2 separate regions of the Mus musculus genome follow, and region 1 is linked to region 2. Evidence: chromatin contacts called from public HiChIP or PLAC-seq data. All regions are on one chromosome and are shown on one strand. Each heading gives the region's core, a stretch centred on a gene start, on an enhancer-like site or on the middle of the called end of the contact. The rest is flanking DNA. Distances are from core to core; before and after follow the strand shown. Region 1 overlaps Gm32474 (a long non-coding RNA gene). Region 2 holds the start of Rhoh (ras homolog family member H).

Region 1 (5,783 bases), core at 1,682-4,181, 45 kb before region 2:
ACACAAGCTGCCCGTGCAGGCTGTCCACATGGAAGGAAGTGGGCAGGAGCCAGCCCTGAGGACCACCCTGCAGCTTCTGAGTGAGCTGAGCATCTGTTCCCCGGATGCCAGTGCACAAGTGCAGGACGCCAGGGCACAGCTGAACCGTTTGCTGCAGGAACTGAAGGGCTTGGTCCCTGAGAAAGACCTGGAGTTCTGCAGGCTTGTCAGCCAGGCGGTGGAACTTTCCTCCCAGGCCAGTAAAGCTGCAGCTCTGACAAACCAGGAAGTCTGGGAAAAGGCACAGGGCACCCTCACCTGTAGCCAGTGGTACTTCAACCCAAGATGCCCACCGAGGACCATAGACCCCTCCCAGGACAGGATGAATTACAGCAGGCCTGACCCTTGATTGCCTCAGGCAGACTGCCCATCCGGCCACTTGGTGAGCATTTTCTAGCTGCCTTTTCTGCTCATTTCCATTTCCTCAGGCCTCCTCTTTGTGGACTGAAGGAAGTTTGGTGGTCCAGTATTCTGAAACACTTGCACACTTTGGTTTTGGTTTGCTTTGGGTTTGGTTTTTTTTTTTTTTTTTTTTTAATTTTGCGAAACAGGGTTTCTCTGTGTAGCCCTGGCTGTCCTGGAACTCACTTTGTAGACCAGACTGGCCTCAAACTCAGAAATCTTCCTGCCTCTGCCTCCCAAGTGCTGGGATTAAAGGCATGCACCACCACCACCTGGCTTGATGATGCCCTTGAGGTGGGAAGACACACCAGCCCCTCGGGTTTGGATCCTAGAGTAAGTAGAGAAAGCAAGCTGAAAAAAAAATAATAAAATAAAATAAAAGTAGTCGTCTAACAGCAACACTTTCTAGAGTTCTCTTTACCTTTATCCATCGGGCACTGCAGCCATAACCAAGAGGAGACACCCCCTCGACTTAGTTCTTCACTTATGCCTTTTTTCTTCCTTAGTGTTTGAGATCAGTCATCAGGACTGCCAGTCACCACTGTGTGGGCTGCTCACTGAATAAGACAAGAGGCAGAAAAGACAGTGCAGACTGAAGCCATGCTTGTACTGAGCCTGCCAAGCTCTGGGCACCTTCACTGGCCAAGCAAGGTACCCAGAGTAGGTACCTTGACATTTTCTAATTCTCATGAAGGTGCCCCATAAGCCAGCGAAGCTTGCTATGGGCCTGATGTTTTTGGTTGTTGTTGTTTTCTTATTCCGTTCACCACAGTAGGGACAGAGCTGAGGAACAGCCACCTGCTGCATCTCCTCCCCTCATAGCCTCTCACACACTCACTCTGCTCTGCAAGTGTGAGTGTCTCACACACTCCTCACTCAAGGCAAAGAGAAGAGACGGGCTCAAGTGGAGTGTAGCAGCCCCCCTCCCCCCTTCAGCCCCAACCACGAGCTCAAAGGACAGCCCAGAACTATACCTGAGCCACAGCTGCACAGTCAAAGCCACAAGTGGGTTCTGCCTTCTCCACTGCAGCAGGTGGCGGGCAGACTTGGTAGGCCTCTAAGAACATATCCCTGCTGGGGCCTGCTCTATGACTTAGCTATCCCTCCATAGTCCACAGGAAGGACTTTGAAAGCAAAAAAAATGTGGATGCCATCTCCACATCAAGCCTGGAGCTGGGGGAGGGAACCCCATCCTTATCCCTAAGAGTGAGCACCTGAAGCTACAGATGCCCTTCCCTGGATCCTGCCACAGGGTGCTCCTTTCCCCCTCCCCCACTTCGGTTTCTCTGTCTAGCCATGGCTGTCCTGGAACTCACTCTGTAGACCAGACTGGCCTTGAACTCAGAAATCCACCTGCCTCTGCCCCCCATGTGCTGGGATTAAAGGCATGCGTCACCACTACCTGGCCAGGGTGCTTCTATCGGCTGGTCAGAAGGTAAACTGGGGCCAAGAACTTGATGGAAATCAACTGCCAACCTAGGACTTTCAGACTCTTCTGGGCAAGGAAACGCAGGTTGGCATGCCTCCTATTCTATCCCCTTAGGGTCTCAGCTGAGCCCTGGAGCTAAGCTAGCCTAGGAGAGGTTTACAAGAGCAAAGCATACAAATGCGTTTATTGTGAGTTATGTGGTCCTAGAGTCCCCATCAGCACATGACGTTGGCGTTAGCAGTTGGGGTTAGTCATGTATCCACTGAGCTGGGTTAAGAAACAACAGAAGTAGTGAGCTGTAAAGAAACGGCTAGCTTCTGTGGGAAGAAAAATAACAGCGACAAAACAAAGCCCACTTAAAGTCTGTCAGCGCTCCCCAGACCTAACTTCTCACGGCTAGACTGGGTCTTTGCATTTTCCATGTGGGAACTTTACCTCTTGCTTTTAGAAAAGGTATCTGGGGACAAGCTGTCCTCATGCCTCGGCTGTTTTCCAAGAAACCTTTTGCTTAAGCAGTCAACCTACCGAGAGTAGCAGATCTTGGGAGGCATGCATTTGACTCCAGAGTCCAGGTTGTCATAGTGACCATCGATGGTACACTGATGGGAACTGGGCACAGCACCAAGCTGTTCTCACCCAACATTTAATTCATACTGCCTCTTCCTGAGGTTTTGGGGTTTGGGTTCCTGTTATTGGTCTGTTTTTCCTCCTCCTCCTCCTCCTCCTCCTCCTCTTCTTCTTCTTCCTCTTCCTCTCTCTCTCTCTCTCTCTCTCTCTCTCCCTCTCTCTCCCTCAAAACAGTCTCACTATGTAGTCATGGCTGGCCTGGAACTTACAACATAGACCAAGCTGGTCTTGAACTCACAGAGCTCCACCTGCCTTTGACTCCCAAGTAGTTGGATTAAAGACATGTGCCAGCATGCCTGATGTTTCTCAAGGTCTTATGATGGAGACTCTGAGTTATGAATATCACACAACACTTTCTCAGGGTCCCTGACTCACTCACTCCACCAACCCATCAGAACGAGCTCTCCCTCCTTTCTGGTGACCATCACTGTGTTGCAGTCATTCTGCAGGGAGGGGAGCCTCTGGGAATCCAGTTCAAAGATTTACACTTTGCAAGAGCATATTGTAGGAGAAGGGAAGGCCAGGCAGCGTGGACTATGGTCTGGCAATCTGCCTGGTACAATGGGCTTCCCAGAACAAGGCTTCATGCCATTGCTCTCTGTCAGAAAATAGTCAGGCATTTCATTGGGAGCAAGGGTTTCCTTCCCAGAAGAAAGTCATCAATTACATTCCTCACAAAACAGGGGATCTCCTAGTCTCATACTGGGACAATTTTTCTTTTCAATGCTATTGCAGTAACTATCACACTTGATTAATGAGTTATTCAGCTATTGGTATTTCATTATGTAATCATAACATGATGTCATAATCACTCAAGACAAAGAAAGTAGGGATTGTAACCTGCCTGTGGCCGGAACAACAATCTTCTAAAAAGATATGTGTGTCCCCCATCCTAACCCCTTTGGCTCTCAGACTATGGTAGCAATGGACCACCGAGGAATTGGAATTCACCACGCACTGAGTCCTGTGTTGGGGATGGAAAAGACTGGGACTCTGGTGCTAGTCAGAAGGAGACCTTGTCTGTTGGAAAGGGAGTTTACACAGAGGCAATGATGGATCAACTATAGGCAACATGGCACCTTGGTCATTCAAGGCTTCAGCATTCATTCTGTCCCTGATGGTCTGGACCAGTGTTTCCAGGTTCTTAGCCTCTTATTCAAGTATGAACTAAAGGCACAGAGGCCAGACAGTGATGATGCATGCCTTTAATCCCAGCACTTGGGAGTCAGAGGAAGGCAGATCTCTGTGAGTCCAAGGCCTGTTTGGTCTATAGATGGAATTCTAAGACGACTAGTCAAGGCTACACAGACAAACCTTGCCTCAGAAAACAAACAAAGCAAACAAAAACCCAACAAAACAAAAACCCGAAACGTGCAAAGGCACCCAAAGATTGCAAAGCAACAGAGAAAGCTTATTCAAATCAAAGTTATAGTAGGGATTAGAAAAAAAGAATACACTATCAAGATTGACAGTAAGTGGGAATACTTAAGGGCTCCAGGTTATTGCCTTTTTAGGGGTTGGGGAAGAAGGAGGAGTTTGGTTACTGGAAGTTTAGGTGGTTCTCTGCGCTGATTGACGGGCTAAGTTATACAATCATTTCTCCACTGTGAATGTCCTTTCCCATACATATCCAGTTTTAATTATATGCATGCCCAGTTATTTATAGACATAAGATAGTAAATTGGGAATTCTTCTTAGAAGTCCCCTTTGAGGGACACAGTTTGTTTTATCATGCATGGACCCCAAATCAGTTCAGGGTAGATCAACCTTTCTACTTGTGTTAGTGACTTTTCTTTTCCTTTGAAGAGACACCCTGACCAAGACAACTTATGGAAGAAACCATTTAGCTAGGGCTCACTTCCAGAGGGGAGTAAAGTTCATGATCATCATGGTGCAGAATATAGCAGTGGGCAGGTAGGCATGGTTCTGGAACAGTAGTCGAGAGTGTACATGTTGAGACATTGCCAGCAATGAGGCAGAGAGAGGCAGAGAGAGAGGCAGAGGCGGAGAGGCAGAGACGGAGAGGCAGAGACGGAGAGGCAGAGACGGAGAGGCAGAGACGGAGAGGCAGAGACGGAGAGGCAGAGACGGAGAGGCAGAGACGGAGAGGCAGAGACGGAGACGGAGAGGGAGACCCTTAGAGGGTCATGGGGCATAGCTATTTCTTTCTCTTACCAATGTGGCCACATTGAAGTCTACTTTCTCTACTTTTCACTATTACTTGTCTTTTTAGTTGGCCAACAAAGGATGGTGGCTGAGCCTAGCTTGTTAGAGGCTCTAACCTTAACTCTAGCAAGAGGATCACCTGAATGCTTGGCTTATAACAGACAATCAATGAATGTTTATCTAGTGAATGAACAAACTTTACTATTAGAGAAGTGAATAAGCTTGTTCAGTGCTGCTCAAATAGTCTGTATTCCAGTGCAAGTCTGTTTTGCTAAAAATCCCTTCCCTTGAACAGATATAAACAATATCTACTGTCCCATCAACAAACCAAGACATAGTTACACCAAAGTTCTCTCCTCCCCTCCCCCAACCAGGAGATAAATAGGTTTATTGGGCATTCTTAGGAAGCAATTGATGAGGGATATGGGTGACCCTAAAGTAGCCACACTGGCAGCTCCATACCACCAGGGATGATGGCTGAATGGAGCCCTCCATTCTTCCCCACAGAAGACCAACTGCAGTTAGGGCAGAACTACTTATAAGTGGTTGGTAGGGAGGGATGGCTGGATACTCATATGAGGGTCCCAGGACAGACAGCGACACACACACACTCCATGCTTCTGTCCAAGAGGAAACTCAACAGTCAATAAGCCCAGCTGTGACAATTTGGTGAGCAGATCTAGCTAGACTCCAGAGGATGGTCCTATACAACAGTCTGCAAATGAGGAATATGGTAGAGTGTGCATGGAGCTCAAGACAGGGAGAACCCAGTGCATTTCAAATGATTAGTAGCAACAATATGGCGTCTATTGAATCTATTTTTCCCATCCTTTTTTTTTCAATTTTGAATTTTCCTACTAATTCTTTGTTTTCTTTTCCTTTTGCATGTCAGTTGTCAGGAGCCATAAAAGGACAAGCTAATAACTAGTAGGTGATCTTCCTGAGATGGCTCGCTTGGGATTAAAATAAATCCATGATTTGTTCTTATGGCCAAGGCCCGAGAGAACTCAATTTTAGGGAAGATTCCTGCTATTAATATGCTTGTCCTTTTATTATTAAACATATATAACAATCACTAGGTATTAGCCCATCCCCTTTGAGCAGATCTATGAAGATATAC
Region 2 (5,677 bases), core at 437-2,936:
TCCCCAGAAGAAAGACAGATGATTGAAAGTCTTTAAATAGGAAAACAGACACAGAGGTTCCCCCCGACCCCCACCCCAGGCCTTTCTCTGCATCCACAATGGACTAAGGAACACTGCTAGAGGCCCAAGGGGTATCACAAAACAGTCCTAAGCACTCAGAAGGTGGCCCAAGGATGCAAAACTGGCCGAGTCCCTCTACAAATGGCTAAAAGAAGGTTTAAAACTACAGAATGTAGTCTCTTCTCATTCATCTCTCCAGCTGGCCCACACCCTGTCTTTCTAACCCTGATCCGGCAGAGGGTAAACCACTGGGCCAGTCTCTAGGCCAGTCAGTCTCCTCTTTATGGAAAGTCCACATGGCCCTCCAAGTCTACAACAACCTTCCCCTTCTCCATCTGCTAAGCCCCCATCCTTCCTAAGGCTTCCTGCTAAGCCCCCATCCTTTATAAGCATCCTTCCTTCTGAGCACTCCAGCTCACTCCCAGAACCCTTCTCGAAACCCTACAGCTGTTAAAGCTTCTGTGACCCAGCTTCTTCTTCAACTGTTTCCTAACCTGTATCTTTCGCTGTAACTACTAGACTTGAAGGTCCACCGAAGGACGGGTTTCCTTATATTTCTCTTCTCTCATGCACAGCACCATCTTAGATCCGGTCGCTTGAACCCATCTGTCACAACTTTAATTTAGTGAAGCACCTAAAACCGGTGATTTTCCCCCAAGCTTTTGTTGCTGTGGATGTTACAGCCCAGCCAATCTATTGGCAGTGCACAGCATGAAACCTGCTGAGAAACTAAATTTAATCTAGAAATGTACAGAAAGGGGCCATTGGGATTGAGAATAGCTAGATAGGAATTCTGGGATATGGTTTTTATTTCGATTTTTTTTTTCTACATAGCTAGATAACTTTAAAGCTGCTCTCTGTGGATGCTGGAGGGCCCTTAGATTTCCTTCATCAAACACTGCTGCATGAAGTCTAAAGTCCCCACACAAGCAAGCTCTGACACAGCCCCAAGAACATATGGGAATACCTTAGAAACTAAGACTCAGTGGCACATGCCTGTAACTCCTGCACCTGGGAGGTGGAAGCAGAAGGGTCAGGAATTCAAGGCCATCTTTGACTTCACATCAGCCAGCCCAGGCTATCCAAGACCTCATCTCAAAACAAAAACAAAGCAAAATAGAAAGAAAACCAAAGTGTGTCTTGTTAAGACTCTAGAGTTGGGGTAGACGGCCGAACACACCCCCATCTCTGAGTTTAGTCTACACTTTGCAACAAATTAAAAAAGGTCATTACAATGTTCAGCCTAAAGAAGAAGAAAAAAATCTTAACAAAATCACAGAGATTCCTGAGACACCGAAAAAACATTTTTAAAGAGGCAAAAGTCTTACCTGGGGTAGAATGCCAAGTCTCATCACCAAAATGACTGACTCCGGAAGTCTAAGTAGCTCTCCACGCCATGTAAAAGCTAACGTAGCTCAAATCTATTACTGCTGAGAGTCCCTCCTGAGGTCTACCTCTCTCTCTCTCTCTCTTCCCCAAGGCTCCCAATGAGTCACTGTTGGAAAAGCTGCAACACCGGACTGGCAGAGTCCAGCCCAAGGTGGTGGGCCTCAGTGTCGGAGGTGACCGAGGCAGAGGAACACTCCGAAAGTGACAAAAGCGATTAGCAAGTTCCTGTGCCGAAGTGAGTTTCCTGTGGCTGGCTTCTCCACAAAGGGGTTTCGCCTGTGTGGGTTTAGGGGCCTGTGCGCATGTGCGTTTGTTTCCCTCCATGAGCCTGTGAAACCTACCCAAGCAAGAGGCCAAATAGGGCTTTTGCTGCACGGCTGGATTTCTGTTTGATTACCGTTTTATCCTTTCTGGATCGTTTCTCTCTCTCCATTCCCTCCTGTTGAGGGAAGGAAAGGGGGTGAAACTGGGATGATTCTTTCAGGAAATGAAACAAGAGAGGAAAATCGGTTTCACTGTCCTGGCTGGTCTCGGTTAACTTAAGCTTAAGTAAAAGCACTTAACTAAGAACTTAACTTCCGGGCTGAGAATGGAGCCTATGGGTAGCGTACTTGCCTGGCCCTGTGTTTGTGCCCCGTACTGAATAAAAGCCATAGTTCCTGGCACACACCTGTTATCCCAATGTTCAGAAGGATCAGAAGTTCCAGGTTTCCCAGGTATGATGGCACCTGCCTTTAATTCCAGCGCTCAAGAGGCAAAAAGCAGGTGGAGTTCTTTGAGTTCAAGGCCAGCCTGGTCTACATAGAGAATTCTAGAACATCCAGAGCTTCACAGAGAGTCTCTGTAAAAAAAAAAAAAAAAACTCAGCTGTACACGGAGTTCACCACCAGCCCAGCAGGAGACAGTCGGTGGGTTCTCTGGATCACTCTGCCTTATTAATAATGAGTTGTGCTGCCAGTATTAGTAACAATTTAAAAATGAAGGGCATAGCAAAAGTCAAGTAACCGCCACAGAGCAGCACCTGGGCCGGGAGGTACTAGACCCTGTGCTGTTTTCTGACCCCTCTGAGTTTCATTATTTGACTAAAAACACAACTGTACTTGTCCCTCCTCGCTGTGCCAGCCAGGTGTAGAGACCATCTGCCACAATGTAACCCCATGGTCAAACTGCCTAAACCAGCCATTTGACTCTCCTGAAGTATTAACACCCTCCCCCCTCCCCTCCCCCTCCCCTTCCCATGCCCCGCCACCCTAAGTCTTGAATCACTATAAATGCTACTGACCAGGATGGTAACTTGCTCAAAATATCGGAGTGCCAAGTAGGCAAACAGCAGAAAGACCTTAAGGCAGACATGAGATTGGATTAGCCAGGCCTTAGGTACTTTAAATGGGATTAAATGGCACGTCTCTAATCCCAGCACTCTGGAGGCAGAGGCAGGCAAATCTCTGAGTTCTGGTCTACAGAGTGAGTTCCAGGACAGTCAGGGCTACACAGAGAAACCCTGTCAGAGAGAGGGAGAGGGAGAGGGAGAGGGGGAGAGGGGGAGGGGGAGAGAGGGGAGGGGGAGAGGGGGAGAGGGGAGGGGAGAGGGGGAGAGGGGAGGGGAGAGGGGGAGGGAGAGGGAGAAAGAAAGGGGAGGGTGATAGGTCAATGTACTTGAAGCGTGGTATGGACAGAAGAAAGGAGACAACATCAGGCTTACAAATAGACACATAGAAGCCTCTATGAGCCCCCCCCCCCCCCGTAGCAATTTACTAGTAAAGTAGGAACTTAGTCTCTCTCCAGAAAATTCCTTGTGGGAAGCTTGATTACCACTGGAATATTATTAGGTAGGCAAAGCACAAATAATTTCTTTGCCTCTGAGTTTGTGTTTCTAAGGGTGAGGGCAACTGCTACAAACACCAACACCTCTGCCAGATGAAATGAGTTTAAAAAAAAAAAAACAAGAAATCTCTCAGGAGGGTGAAGTCAAAGGACTAGGAACTTGAGGCCATCTTGGGGATACACAGAGCATTTCCAGGCCAGTCTGGTTTATGAGACTTGTGTTTTAAGTTTAAATAGAGAAATATATGTGTGTTGAGATGAGGTCAAGAAAAAGTGAAAAAAAAAAATCAAACAAGGGTTGGGTTCAAAAGGAAAGCTTGTGCCCTTGTGGCTCTAAGTGTTCTGGCAGGCAATACGAAGCAGAAAAAAAGACATAGAAAACAAAGCACTACTGGGTAAACATGTGCTCAATACTGTAATCCCAGCGTTCACCAAGAATTCAAGGCCAGCCTGGGCTACAGAGGGAGGCTGTTCCCCAAACACAGGAACAAATAAGCGACACTAGTTACCGAGCTGGGGATGGTGGTCCTCTGGCTCCTGGGTGCTAAGCCCACATAGACACTTTGCCTTTGGATTTCCACAGGGAGGAAGGAAACCAAACCGCCACCCTTAAGCAGCCTGTAGCAAGGTCTGTGCAGTGAATCCTCCGCAGTCTCTCCTTGGCCAGGCTGATTTCATCTCGACACCCTAGGGACAGGTGTGACAGGGCAATGATGTACCCTCTGGGTTTCACCAGGCCGTTCCAGTTCAATCCAGATGAAGACTGACGTCAACTGTGCTTTGAGAAAGGCATTACCAACGGTTTTTCTCACCCAGTTTCTGAAAGCTCTGGTACTCCAAAGCCGAAGAGTTCAAAATGATCTACCTGTGGGGGGTGGGAGAATGCAGGCTGCGGGGGGGGGGGGGGGGGGGGTTCCTCAGGGTACCAGTGAGCTGGGCCTACTCTTGGGAGGAAAGAGAAGGGCAAAGTCAGCTGCCCTCGTGGACCAAACCTCCTCCTCCAGATGCTTCTGCCTCTGCCGCTCTGAATCTGAAGCAAGACATCCACAGCAGGATCTAGCTACTCCAGGCTTCGTCCTTTGCATATGGTCTGCACGCGTGTGGCCACACACACTCCCGGGTTAGGCTGGGTTGAGTGTTTCCCAAGCCCCAGCACTCCCACTCAGCCTGGAAGGAACCGAGAAGGTAGCACCCACATCGGGCTGCAAAGTTCCTCTTTCCCTTCCTGACCATGCTTCCTATCTGAGAAGCCTGCTCTCGCCAGGAGGAATCTCTCTCTCTCTCTCTCTCTCTCTCTCTCTCTCTCTCTCTCTCTCTCTCTCAACAGAGATAAATGGGGCTGGTAAGAAAAGAAGGGGCCCAATACCTTACATTTAAAGCAGGACAGACAAGCGCACACACATAGCCATCCTCTCTGGATATAACTTCTCATACTTTAGTCTAGCCTGGGGACAGATGGGGGGTGGGGAACACTGGTGGCTCAAAATGGCAAGCAAGAAGGAAACCTTTCACTCTAGACAGAGCTGGGCCGCTGTGGGGAAGGAGGGACGGTCAGTAAGACAAGGCAAGTGGTCCATTGTCTTAGTTTCAAGCACTCCTCCCCTGAGATTCCAGGGCAAATACCACCAACAGTGAAGAGGCAAAGACTTGGGCCAGTGAAATGGCTGAGTTGATAAAGACACCCATCACCAAGACGGGCAACTCCATTTGATCCCTGAAACCTACCCAGTAAAAGGAGAGAGACCCTTTCACCAACCCACCACCACAAACACACACACACACCAAACAAACGAACTGGCTGTAAAAAATGAAGCAGTTAATTAAAAAAAAACAAAAAACAAAAAACAAAAAAAAAAAAACATTGCAGAGTCATTGTACAATGAGTTCACAACCAGCCTGAGATACATGAGCCCCCCCGCCCCCCGTCTAAATAAATAAATAAAAGCCAAAGACTTTCTCAAAAACACCTTCAGTTGATTTTAAATGCTCCCTGATAGGGTCAAAGGAGCTCTTGGTGGTTTTCCATCCAGAGTGTTTTTGGGATTTTTTGGTTTTTTCTTAATAATATGGCATCTGACTCTGTATTCTGCACTTGGGCATAGTCTGGTCTTACATCAGGTCTCTGCCAGCTGTTGTCGAGAGGCCTCTAGTGTAATAACCACAGTTTGTGATGAACAGTACATTTTGGAAACCTTCAGACAGGTGATGTTTACTGAGCTGTTTCTACTCTGAGTTTGTATAATACCTCTTTTCTTTTCTTCTCTTCTCTTTTCTCTTCTCTTCTTTTCTTCTTCTTTTTTTTTTTTTTCATTGCTGCATTACCCAACATTGTTTTGGTTCAATGAGGAGTATTTGTTGGCACAGACTCGTGTTTGTGAAGTGCTGCCTGAGAAAACAGATCTCT

What was found. HiChIP or PLAC-seq counts read pairs in DNA pulled down with a chosen protein or histone mark.
Region 1: a contact with region 2 is called in an H3K27ac HiChIP or PLAC-seq map of CD8 T cells, with 8 times the contacts expected there. The contact joins the enhancer-like site here to the promoter of Rhoh in region 2. A contact is called at or near these places in 13 of 39 promoter capture datasets (the 3T3-L1 cell line, the C10 cell line, the HPC-7 cell line and 7 more), 20 of 484 Hi-C or Micro-C datasets (the AML12 cell line, B cells, CD4 T cells and 13 more), 13 of 115 datasets of contacts at active chromatin or transcription factors (the 230-238 cell line, CD8 T cells, the HPC-7 cell line and 7 more) and 4 of 9 other capture datasets (adipose tissue, embryonic stem cells, liver and 1 more).

Annotation. Positions count from the first base shown.
Region 1 is chr5:65,906,184-65,911,966 of GRCm38.p6, reverse strand. Gm32474 (a long non-coding RNA gene) reads left to right here. Exons shown (of 2, transcript XR_376984.4): 2 at 1-840. Among named protein-coding and RNA genes, the nearest start is that of Gm32474, 3.7 kb to the left of the region's middle. Within about 2 kb of position 2,931, at least 13 of the 459 cell types and tissues checked have an H3K27ac peak or open chromatin away from gene starts, as enhancers often do. A contact at or near this core is called in the AML12 cell line and CD8 T cells, where this site is marked.
Region 2 is chr5:65,859,593-65,865,269 of GRCm38.p6, reverse strand. Rhoh (ras homolog family member H) reads right to left here and starts at 1,686. Exons shown (of 3, transcript NM_001081105.2): 1 at 1,389-1,686.